Regions from separate parts of the Rattus norvegicus genome. Here region 1 is linked to region 2. Evidence: chromatin contacts called from public Hi-C data. All regions are on one chromosome and are shown on one strand. The core of a region is the stretch at or near the end of the contact, and the rest is flanking DNA. Distances in the headings are between cores, read along the strand shown.

Region 1 (6,106 bases), core at 3,160-5,659, 34 kb after region 2:
TGTTGGTCCTGTATTCTCTGGGATTGTGGCAACACTGGAACATGCTGCGGGCAGTACTAGAAGCAACAAATGGCTTGAGATAGAGTATCATATCTAAGTAGAATTCAGTGACCTGCTTCATCCACAGTTACTGTCACTTTCCAGTGAAGCCATCAAATTAAGAACTTATCAGTGGACTGAACTCTCAAAGCCCCCCCCCCCCGACTTAATTACCTCTGACTGATTAAATTCATCAGCTTGGGTTCACGCCTTCAATGTGGGAGCCTTTGGGGGAACATTCCATATCCAAACCAGATCACTCCATGCCAGTAGATTCGTACTATATTCACCCAGTGAGAGCAGAAGCCTTGGAAGTGTTCCAGTCCCGATGACACTATTTTTTCAGCATCCCTCCAATGTGCACCACCAGCCCCAGGCACCAACCTAGGAATGATGGTTCCAATTAAAGACTACAGCATCTAGGTGCTCATTTCCACATCACTGCCCCCATTTCAGGGAAGGGATACAGACTTAACAAGCCAGAAATTTTCCTTATGACCTAGAGTATGGCTGCCTAGTTGCTGAGAATTGCACATTTGCAAGGGAGACAAAAGAGGAAATCTGACTGAGACCCTTAGATATGCCTAAGTGCAACAGGTAGTAGGTTCTCTCAGCTGTATACAGCACCTCCCTTCAGCTACCTAATCCAAGAACTCAAAACTGGAGCTCAAAATGGGGTTTATGAAAGGTTTGTGAAACCAAATGCCAAATAGTTCTTCTATAGGAAACTGCGGGCCAATTCTGTCAAAGACAATATGGAACGAATGAACGAATCACAGCAACTCCAAGGCCTCTCTGATGCCCTCCTCTGTAATTAAAAAAAAAATAGAGCATGCCTGCATTCGTATCATTTCTGAGTTGGATGAATCCTTTTCATAGAAATTCCACTTCACCTCGAGGCTGGAAATTCCTGCGATCCTTGTAGTACTGGATCTGCTGCATGATGTCCTCAACTGTGTGCACAGATGACAATCTAGTCAAGAGCCCTTGGAAAGCCTCTCGGCTTCCCCTTTACCAATGTCTGTCATTAGACTAAGTTTAGTGGGATGATTCCAAAGTTAAGAGTGCTTCCTGCTCCTCCATTCAGTTGCCAGCACCCATAGCAGGTGGCTCATGACCACTTGCAAGTCCAACTCCAGGGAATGTGGTGGTCTTTTTTGCCTCTGGAGACAGCCATACACTGTGGACAGACAGACAGACAGACAGAAACACACACACATACTACATAAATATGTACTAAAATAAATCTTTTACAAATATTAATTTGCCCTCAGTTATAAAGATGTAGTACTATTCCAGTGTGTGTGTGTGTGTGTGTGTGTGTGTGTGTGTGTGTGTGTGTTTGTGCACACACGCATGCACACACATGCTGTGTTTTCCATCATTATGTGCTTGTCTGTTCTATTGTGTGTATACTTCTCTGTGTGTGAGTACTCCTTTATATATGAACATGTGTCTGTGTTTGTACATATGTATTACATTCAGACCATATTTCCTTTATCCATTCATATACTGATGGACATCTGGTTTGGTTCCATAGTCTGACTATTTGAATAATGTTACAATAAACATGTGAGCACAGATAGTAAAATCTTGAACATGTCAGCTTAACATCCTACTAAATGGCTAAAATGACGTCCCACATGTGAGGAGGACATAGCTTTGGGCTTGCTATAATGAAGATTGTCTAGAGGGAATTTCCTTCTTGCCTTCATGCTATTACCTTGTGCATAGAGTGTCAATGGGACTGACAGCAAATAAACTCTTTTCCTTCAATAATATTTAGCTCAGAAAACAGTACCAAGCATTCGTGACCTCCAGATGCTTGATTTTGAGCAAGATAAATCTTTGCTACATCTTGCTACTCCATTTATCCAAATAAGACAGGCAGACTGTTGCCTTCTTCAACTGAACAAGACTATTTCTGAAGCAAGGCCAAAGATGTGAATTGGTGTTTATGGCCTCCTGTTCAAGAGACGCACCTTCTTTATCACAATTGAAGACATTGTGAAAGCGCCTAACTATGACTGTGTATCCCGTGACTCACGTTCTCTTAAACACATGTCAGTGTGTAATGTGAAATAACAGGACTATTCAGCTAGCTCAGGGCTGAGAAGACGCACAAGCTGAGGAAATATTCTCAGAAGAGCGGAGCTCTCATGGATCCTTTGCATTTAAACGTTTCTTCTATTCCTTTGAAATGAACTTTTCACTTTTGCACGGTTTTTTTTTGAAAGGAGAGACTTTTATTTTACTACAATAAATTTTTTTGTTCCAATAATGGGGAAAATTATTGGTGACAACAAATGGCATGCAACTGTTACTAATACAGGACAAAATCAAATGTGTGTCCTAAGCCAGAAACTAGAATAAAATAAGAATGAAGAATGTGCAGAACTCATCTTACTGTGGTAGAGAATATCAGTTATGTTAGATTCTGGGTAGGGTTGGAGAGATCTCTCATCCGTCAACAGAACCTGAGTTTAGTTTGACCATCCAAGATGAGCAGCTGAACCACGTATAACTCAAGCTCCAGGGGACAGTATGGCCTCTCTTGTCCTCTATACAGTGGTACACACACACACACACACACACACACACACACACACACACACACACACGCGCGCGCATACACATGCACAAAGAAGAGAGTTAATGGAACAGAGAGGGAGAAAGAGAGAGAAAATCAATTGATCTGTCAGCCAATCCATCAAGCAACCAGCCAGTCAATCATGACCTCCTTTATTCTTCCAAGAGGAAACAACTGGGTCAATGTGCCCTATGCCTGACTTAACCACTTCTGTTGCTCAGACCATTTCTGCACCGCTAAAGCAACATCTCTAATAACAACACACAGTGCACAAATGTCCAACGTACAGTTTTCTATTAATCAGAGCAGACAGGGAAAAGGATGCAGGCCCGTCCTCCTTGGGCTTGTATTTCACCATTTCAAGTCCCTCTGGACCAAAATCAGGCATTGAGTTCTTAGGCACAAAATGAAATGAGATCTCTGAAAACTTTAGACTTTTTGTGGATTTTTCTAACCGAAGCCTTTCAAAGCATAGGCTAAAGGCAAGTTCAGTGGGTCAAACAGGCGTGTCTTCTCACGCCTTACCTCTCACACCAGTAAGAGGAGCAAGTTGCTACATGAAACAGGGAACCAGAACTGCACAGCTGACTGAGTTCATGCCACCTTCCTGACACATGGCAGTGATCTCTGAACTGGAACTCTCTTCCAGTGACAGGTTTGCTTTGTGAGCTGAGTCTGCTTTTGGCTGTTTCGGGCTGAAAAGAAGCACACTCCTAATTACCAATCCATTTCTTTTCTAACAAGCCAGGCTAACCAGACTCGGAGTGCTTATGGGCATTAATGTCATGACTAGGGGCTTTTATCAAACCTTTTACCAATCGTTATGGTGACAGTATGTGGAAACCTTTCTGGAACAGGTGCTTCGATGCCAATGAGACCACATGAAAGAGAAGATATGCTGACTAATGGACCGTGGCTAGGAGAGCTCCTGAAAGACCTCAGTCTTGAGTACAGCTTCATTTTCATACCATTCTCTAAAACAACAAGGTGGGGCAAAGAAGCAGGCAAGATTTTACAGAACCATGTGAGGCAACATGCAGGTTGTGAAGAGCCATGAGCCAATGTTTTTAGTTGTTTCTCCAGGTCATTTTGTCTCAAGGAGCAAGTGACTTCATGTTTAGCAGACGAACAGGAAAAAAAGCCTTCCTTTAAGCAAATCGTTAAGTAAATCAGCAAATCAGTAGCTAAAAATTGGTCTACTCTACCTTCTACTTCCACATGACCTCATAATTCAAAGCAGAATTCTTTGACTTTATCACAAATCTGTTCTCCCACCCAGGAGGCAGTTATGCACATAATAATTCCATTCCAGAACTGGTATACAGGAAATGGTCATCGCAGACCTCTAGGAACTAAAAGGCACAGCAAATTCCCCTGGTGTTTTGCTACTTGAATTCAGTGTAGCATAAAACAAAAGCATTGGTTCGATTATCCTCCAGGAAAAAAACAGGATTGAAAACTCTCTCCCACAAGGGAACACAGAGGGAAACTACTATTGTTCCCTCAAGAGATTTTAGAATAGTTTCTTTCATGTGGCCCCAGAAACGACTGTCAGAGTACCCTAGAGACTTTGTGGAAAACCTTCTTCTTCTTCCCAGATGCAGTGTCACGCTCCAGGAAATGCCTCCCCACCCTCTGACGCCACGGGCTCAGAGCTTACATAAAGTTTTGTGTCCAGGACATAGAAGATCTCAGTAGTAAGTTTTGTTTTCCTCTTCTGGTTGATTTTAAGTCTGTTTCAGTTTCTAGTTTCCACTTCCCTTTCACAAACGTGAGTCATGAGAAACAGCAGGACATCAGCTGATGAGTTTCTCCCCCACCCTCTGCCCCCTTATATAATCGTCTGAGTGCCCACTTTCGGTGAACTGAGATTTCTGAACTGTTCAGCCCACACCCAGCTTTTCACAGCAGCATAGAAACAGATCGCCGTCATGAGGTCAGTGCAATCTCTGGTTCTCCACCTTAAATGATAAACTGTCGCTCAGTGCACAGAAGTGTCCTAGGTTATCTGGTTGCTTGTAGATTCAACACACCTGAATTAGCACGACTTTTATTAGTGGAACCTTTAGTTATTACTTCTCTGTGTGCATTGAAGTACTCTGCAGCTTCTAAAACTGCTCACTGGACAGCCCTGGAGAAGATTTATAGACACACTCAAGCACAAAGTTGGGCTCAAAGCTAAACTAATGGAATTGCTCTTTGGACTTTTCTGTTGTGTCATTCAATGTGATCAATGCACTAAAAGCTAGTGTGTGTGTTTGTGTGTTCAATGTGTGTGTGTGTGTGTGTGTGTTTGTATTTCTGTGTTTGTGTCTGTGTGTCTCTTTATGTGTGTTCACATGTGTGTCTGTGCCTGTGTGTCTGTGTCTCTGTGTACCTTTCCAAAGGAACTATTCCTTCACGATCAGGTAGTGTGAGAGTTGGCATCAGTATTGCGAGCTCAATTCATGTTGCCGAAATGTTGGATCGCTCCATGATTAAGGTATAAGAAACAATTCTTACAGATGAGAAGGGGTTTTGCACTTTGGGGGTTTTCTTTTTCATTTCTCATATGCAACCAAATCTCAAACTTTCAAGTTGATTTTTGCTACTGTTTAAGGCTGCAGGGCAGGTAGAAAACTATCCCCCCTCAAAATATAAACTCTGCCTAATTTGTAGCTATGCAAGCAGAACAATGGTTACCTAGAGATGGTAAGGACAGAGTATGAAGATACACACAGGCATCTCAGAGATGGCAGCGATGACCTATCAAGTGTGGGTGGGGGCACATGAGCATAAACAATTGTCTAGACTCAGGGTACATATACCCATAAAACAAGTGCATTTTGTGGTAAGTAAAGAGTAATCATAATACATTGATTTTTAAAACTTAAACTACACCTGCCATTGGAAGAGTCTCAGTGAGAACTAAGAAGTACTGCTGCTCCTGACAAATACCTATCAGCAAAGAATAGAAGCATTGATGGCAGAGGGAAGGCTGTTTAACTGCTGTGAGAGCTATGAAAAAAGACTGTCTTCCCTCAGCTCGAATGGTTACAAATGTTTAGCAAGGACCTGGCTGGAATCACAATGAATGAAAGGCATGCACCTCCAACTGTGTTAGCCTACTCCTTCCTACAGTGGGGGACTCTGAAAGGATCAGTGTTAGTTCTGAGTGTGACTGACCAGAAAGCTGACCTGCCCGGAACCTTAATGTCTAGCCTCAACAAAAGGCTTTGCTGGGCTTGCTGTTTGGCTACGTCGAAGGCAAAAATTTAAGCAGCTGTGAGCTGTGAGATTATGCTGACCAGGAGTCTCTACCACTACATTCTGTGAGGACAGGGGTAGCCTGAGCTGCTCTTGCCCAGTAATGTTATAAATTGCAGAATGGTGTAAGTAAAGGACCTTGGAGGGCACCTGGACCATTCTGGATTTGAGGTTCCTGCAAAGGTTCATGAAAAGCCTTTCTTGTTCTTTGTACAGCTTTGTCAGTTACGG
Region 2 (5,745 bases), core at 2,061-4,560:
GAACAACACAAATTGCCAAGCCATTAACTATAGAGAACAGTCCCAGTCATTGAGTCAAGATAAGGCGCACTAATATGTTACTGTTGACAGCTGAGGTACAGTTGGGAACAACCAGCAAATGCTTCGCAATGTTTTGTAACAACTCTCATTCTGTTTTTCCTGGAACTGTTCTTTGTGAACAAAACAGACAGTAGAATGTCAAGGCCAAAAAACCTTGATTTCCCCTTGGCTCCTTCTCAGTCACCCTTCACAAGGTCCTCAGTACTGTAAGTGAGAGACAGGAACACAATACCTGGCTGTAACTCAAGAATGGTAGGGGCCTACCTGGACCCTGGCTCTGAAGATCAGTAACTCGGGAGTGGTGTGGGATGAAGACAGATTAAATGGTGTGTTTGGGTTGGGGACGGGGAAAGAGTGCTTTCCTGGTGATAAACCTGGTAACTAAAGATTTTTAAGTTTCTCATGGTTATGGCTTGAATCTCTTCGAATCTATTTGATATATTTTAGCAGTTTGAGGGCCACTTGTTACCTAATTTCACTTTTTAAATTAATTTCACTTTTTTTTTATTAATTTCACTTTTTAAATCTCTCTTTTTAAATTATTATTCAATGATGTGTATGAGTTTTGCCTGGGCCAGAAGAGGGCGCCAGGACCCTAGAACTGAAGTTACAGACAGGTGTGAGCCACCATATGGGCACAGGTCCTCTGGAAGAGCAACCAGTGCTCCTAACCACTGAGTTACATACCCCGGCCTTATCTTTTACTTCCTGGCCTCTAGTTAGGCATCTGATTGACCATGTTCAAAGGGTGATCATTCTCATGTCCTTTTCTTGGACTTAATGGTTTTTTTTTTCTTTTTGCTTTGTTCTATATATTCTCTACTCACTAAACTTATTTTAATTAAAAAGAATTATACAGGGTTACATAAGGCAATTTTCATGAACAAATCACTGTACTTTGAATGTATTCTCCCCATACTCCATTGCCCTCAGTTTTATTTGACTTTCCTCTGACCTACCCTCTTATTTTGTTACTTCTGCTCTCATTAGCCCTATATACCTACTACCTCCTGCCTCTCTTGCTTCAGTGAGAGTCTCCTTAGATCGCCCATGTTAAAGTATTTTGCTATGGGTTAAACAGTTTACCACAGGGGAAAAAGAAATTAAGAACCCTTGACAGGAAGCTGCCTCTGTCCCCTACAGTATGGTGATTCCATTCCTCTCTTAAAACCATGAGGAATGGCTTGAGGGGGTGGGGTGGGGGGATGTGGAACAATAAATACAACTGTGCTTATGAGATTGGAAACATCTGGTTTGTCTGCCAGGAAAGGGATCCTGTAGAACTATCCTACAAAGAAGAGAAGATCCTTCAGGTCAATGTAGTGCTCCTTGAGAAGATCCTCAAAAGCCCGCATAAATTTCATACCCACAAGGCGGTATCCCTTCTGTTCAACGTGATTGATGATCTCCCCAACAAGCCCCTACTGGATCCCATTATACTTGATGACAGAGAAGATACACTCACTGTTGGCCACGGGTGCTATGGTCTCGGAGGGACTGAAGGATGTGAAGACAGGCTGGGTGGTGCAGAGAGAGACCAAACCCACAGACTCTAAGCCTGGGACCATCTGAGGAGACTTTTGCATCCAAGTTGGCAGAGATGGTTCTGTGGAGAGAACAGAAAAGAAAATCAGCTTGTTGTTTCAGCCCAAAGAGCTGTGCGCACAGGACCGGATCTATGAGTGACAGGAAGGCCCCTGTTTTTCCACATACTGACCCCTGTTCCTACAGGCCGGGGACCAGCAACTCTAGATAGTTCTGGGTCCATTTTTGACCTGGAGGGATCCTCTGGGAACTGTGATTCCCTATTCTCTATAAGTACCACTGGTAGATTAAAATGTCTCCTTTCCTTTGAAGAGGAAGGAGGGGGAGTGGGAGGGGGAGTGAGATGGGGAGGGAGGCAGGGAGGAGACTCAGTTTAGGAGAGGAATTAAACTGTCAAGACCAGAAGTATATGTGAAAGGATATAACTGCTGGGCAATAGGGCGTAGTATGATGGATTGTTAGAATGACATTTCACTACTAAAGCTCTCCCTCTCTTCCCCATCCCTTATCTCCTTTTCAGTTGTAGGGAAAGAAGCCAGTGACTTGGGCCAGAGCTCTGCCACTGAGCTACATCTTAGCCTTGGAACCTCATTTCTTTTAAAGGACTTTAAATGTCATTTATCTTTCATTCTATCTATCTATCTAGATTCATCTATCATCCATCCATCCATCCATCCATCCATTCATTTATTTAGTCAAGGGTGACACATGGAGGTCAGAGGACCACTTGCAGGAATTTGTTTTTACTTTCCCTGGGATTGAACTCATGACCCAACTCAGATCCTAGGGCTTAAAGTCTAGTGATTTAAGCCCCTGAGCCATTTCCTAAGCCAGTTGAATTTCAATTTAAATCCCAGGGATCTTCCAAGAATTCAATCCAGGAGAACGCCTCTTGCTAAGATGCTAGCTCCATTAGAGAGCTGGAAACGGTTGAACCATCCTGTAAGAATCAACTAGGTGTCATCTCTGCTGTCCAGAATGTTACCGTCTGCGAATTAATCCACTTCAGGTAGAAACGTCAGCAAACATTAAAAATAGGAAAGTACAGTAAAGGATCCTGTCTGGTCTTGTATTGTACAAGGAGAAGTCTATGCTAGAGCTTGGCTGGATCACCAAAGCCCAGAGGCTGGATAATTCAGGGGAACTTCATAGAAGAACGGATAAAATCAACTCGCTCCCAATTCTGAAAGTACTTTGGCTGCAAACTCTCAAATTTAGTATCTAGGGATAATAAAGTTCAAAGCGGTGGAGAAGGGCACCCTCTGGCGACAGTAGCAGGACCCAGTGAGAAGGAAGCAGCATTATGATGGAGTACCACCCCGGTATAAAGCTAGCTGGGAGCAGTATACGAGCCAGGTTGCCTGGGTGAGTGCAGAATCCCACCCTTAGCTGAGCGGTGTGGGTGTGGGGACCCAGAAAGGTGGAGCTCACTTTAGGAAACAGTGGGGAGTCCTCCAAAGGATTCAGGTATGCCAGCCACACACCTGACCAACGCTGCAAACAAGTAGGAAACACAGATATCTTTAATGCGTAGCCTAACGGGCTAGCAGTTGCTCCCACAAAGTGTGGGTACCAGGTACACTGGGCTGTGAGGAGCAGTAGCCCGCGCCCGAAGCAGTAGTCACTGGCCACACACCCTTCACCAGCCACCATTCTGCCTAAAGGGAAATCCCAGCATCTGCGGTTACTGCTCTTTTACTCATCAGCAAGGCACACCGAGATGAGACTTAGAAGTGGTCATCACTCTTAAATATGGCTGGACCGACTTTTGTTTCCCTGGGCCGCCCACTAGTGGCGCTGGATGGACTCTGGATCCTGAGCCCTTTTCTATCCAGAACTCAAAACTCAGCTCACTCAAAGGCTTTCAAAAACAGCTGTCTTTCCTTCCGTTCCCGGTTGTTTATTTGAGAAGGAAGTGCACCGGAAATTACAGACACTTGTTTAATGCGCCACATTCTCTTAACTCTGTAAGTCCATTAACATGTTAGTGTGCAGTGGTCTCTCCACTCCCCCTCCCACTCCCACCTGTGTTTTGCTGGTTTGGTGTTTTAAAATGACAGCTGACGTAAGAGTGCCTCTCTGTTGAGCAGACACAAGGAATCTCTTTCTTCTTTCTTTCTCTTTCATTCTTTTAAAAAATACTTTCCGGATTCAAAACGTTGTTAAAGGAAGAAGAGAGGTAAAGGCTAGATGTATGGACTGGGAATCTCAAATTGGGGAGCGCCGTTCCGAGTTGAGGAAGGCACCAGAAGTATTTGTGTCCTTGTGTAATTAATACTGTGTGAGGGGGGTATTTGGGAGCGCTGAGAGCAAGCGGTGTCACCATCTTCAGAGCAGCTACAGCTCAGGAGGCCGTGAGCCTGGAGTGCACTTGTACTTAGGTAAAATATCAACAAAGACTCCAAGAAAACAAAAGGAAAAACTACAGCACTTTGGTCCCCTGAAACGTGTGCTATCCAAAAGAGTAAGGCAATGGCTGAAAAGACCCTGCTGGAGAAGATAGGACCTCGTGTCTTCAAGATAATCTGAGCATGAAGAATACACAGGGTCATAGGACAAGGTTAACAAACGTCCACCCAAAGCCAGCTACTGTTTGCTATTTGCTTCTATGAGTGACGTTTTATTGGATCACGTGCTCTCTGATGCCACAAGAGCAGTCTGGACTGGTTGCTCACCCAGCCAGAAGAAGATTTATTACTTGGCCCTTAACAGGGTCCAGAACATCATAATGGCCATAGTTCAAATTCCTGGGATTCTTGGAACATGAGGACTACTAAACTACCCATGACTGTATGCTAAGGATCGTTAGGCAAAGCACACACACACACACACACACACACACACACACACACACACACACATAGAGACACACACACAGAGACACATACACACATACACAAACACACACATACAGAGACACACACAGAGATAGACACATACACACATACACAAACACACACACAGACATACACACACAGACACATATACACATACAAACACACAGAGACACATACACACACAAACACACACAAACACTCACACAAATATATAAACACAAACACAAACACACACAAACACAAACACACACATACACACACAAACACACATACACAAATACACACACAAACACACACACACAAATACACACACAAACAAAAACACACACACACACATAGAGACACACACACAGACACATACACACATACACAAACACACACATACAGAGACACACACAGAGATAGACACATACACACATACACAAACACACACACAGACATACACACACAGACACATATACACATACAAACACACAGACACATACACACACACAAACACACCCACAAACACACACACAAACACATACACAAACACACACAAACACACAAATACATAAACACAAACACAAACACACACAAACACACACACATACACACACAAACACACACACACACAAATACACACACAAACACATAAACACACACAAACACACACATACACACATACACACACAAACACACACAAAAACACACACATACACACATATATACACAAACACACACACAAACACACACACATGTACACACACAAACACACAATCACAAACATGGGGTTTGGGGTTGGTTTTGTTTGTTTGCTTTGTCATTGTTTAAAAGAGTTCAGTATTTTTCCTTTGGGATGTAATTTGATTTAAAAATGAAAAGGGTTCTAGAATAAAGGGTTGTCTCTGGGGGTTGGGGATTTAGCTCAGTGGTAGAGCGCTTGCCTAGGAAGCGCAAGGCCCTGGGTTCAGTCCCCAGCTCCGAAAAAAAAGAACCAAAAAAAAGGGTTGTCTCTGGTCTTGCATTTTCCTAAAGAATACCTGCATATTTGTTGCCTTCAATTGCTTGTGCTAGTAAACTTAGTTTCTAATGCTCAGAAGAAAATAATAACTATATGTGGCTATCATCATTGTCAGTCATTTGTGGACAGCTTTACCTACGGTGCCTGAGGAACCTTTGTGTCTGGTACTTCTACGAAGCGAGACGTTCACATCTCTGCCCTGCTCAATCCTGGAAAAGTAACACACCAGTCAAGGAAAGAGAGAGTCTTCTGTACTGGATGTCTGAACAGCCCAAGATACGTGTTTATAGTATCTTGATT

What was found. Hi-C and Micro-C count contacts between places; a contact is called where the count stands out from the background.
Region 1: a Hi-C map of liver shows a contact between it and region 2, with 4 times the contacts expected there. The contact joins the promoter of Ifit3 here to the enhancer-like site in region 2. A contact is called at or near these places in 5 of 12 Hi-C or Micro-C datasets (the Rat2 cell line, kidney, liver and 1 more).

What each region holds. Positions count from the first base shown.
Region 1 is chr1:241,522,917-241,529,022 of GRCr8, forward strand. It overlaps Ifit3 (interferon-induced protein with tetratricopeptide repeats 3), which reads left to right and starts at 4,410. Exons shown (of 2, transcript NM_001007694.2): 1 at 4,410-4,565. The coding sequence starts at 4,561.
Region 2 is chr1:241,489,596-241,495,340 of GRCr8, forward strand. No RefSeq gene overlaps it. Among named protein-coding and RNA genes, the nearest start is that of Lipa, 22 kb to the left of the region's middle. Within about 2 kb of position 3,311, at least 18 of the 93 cell types and tissues checked have an H3K27ac peak or open chromatin away from gene starts, as enhancers often do. A contact at or near this core is called in kidney and liver, where this site is marked.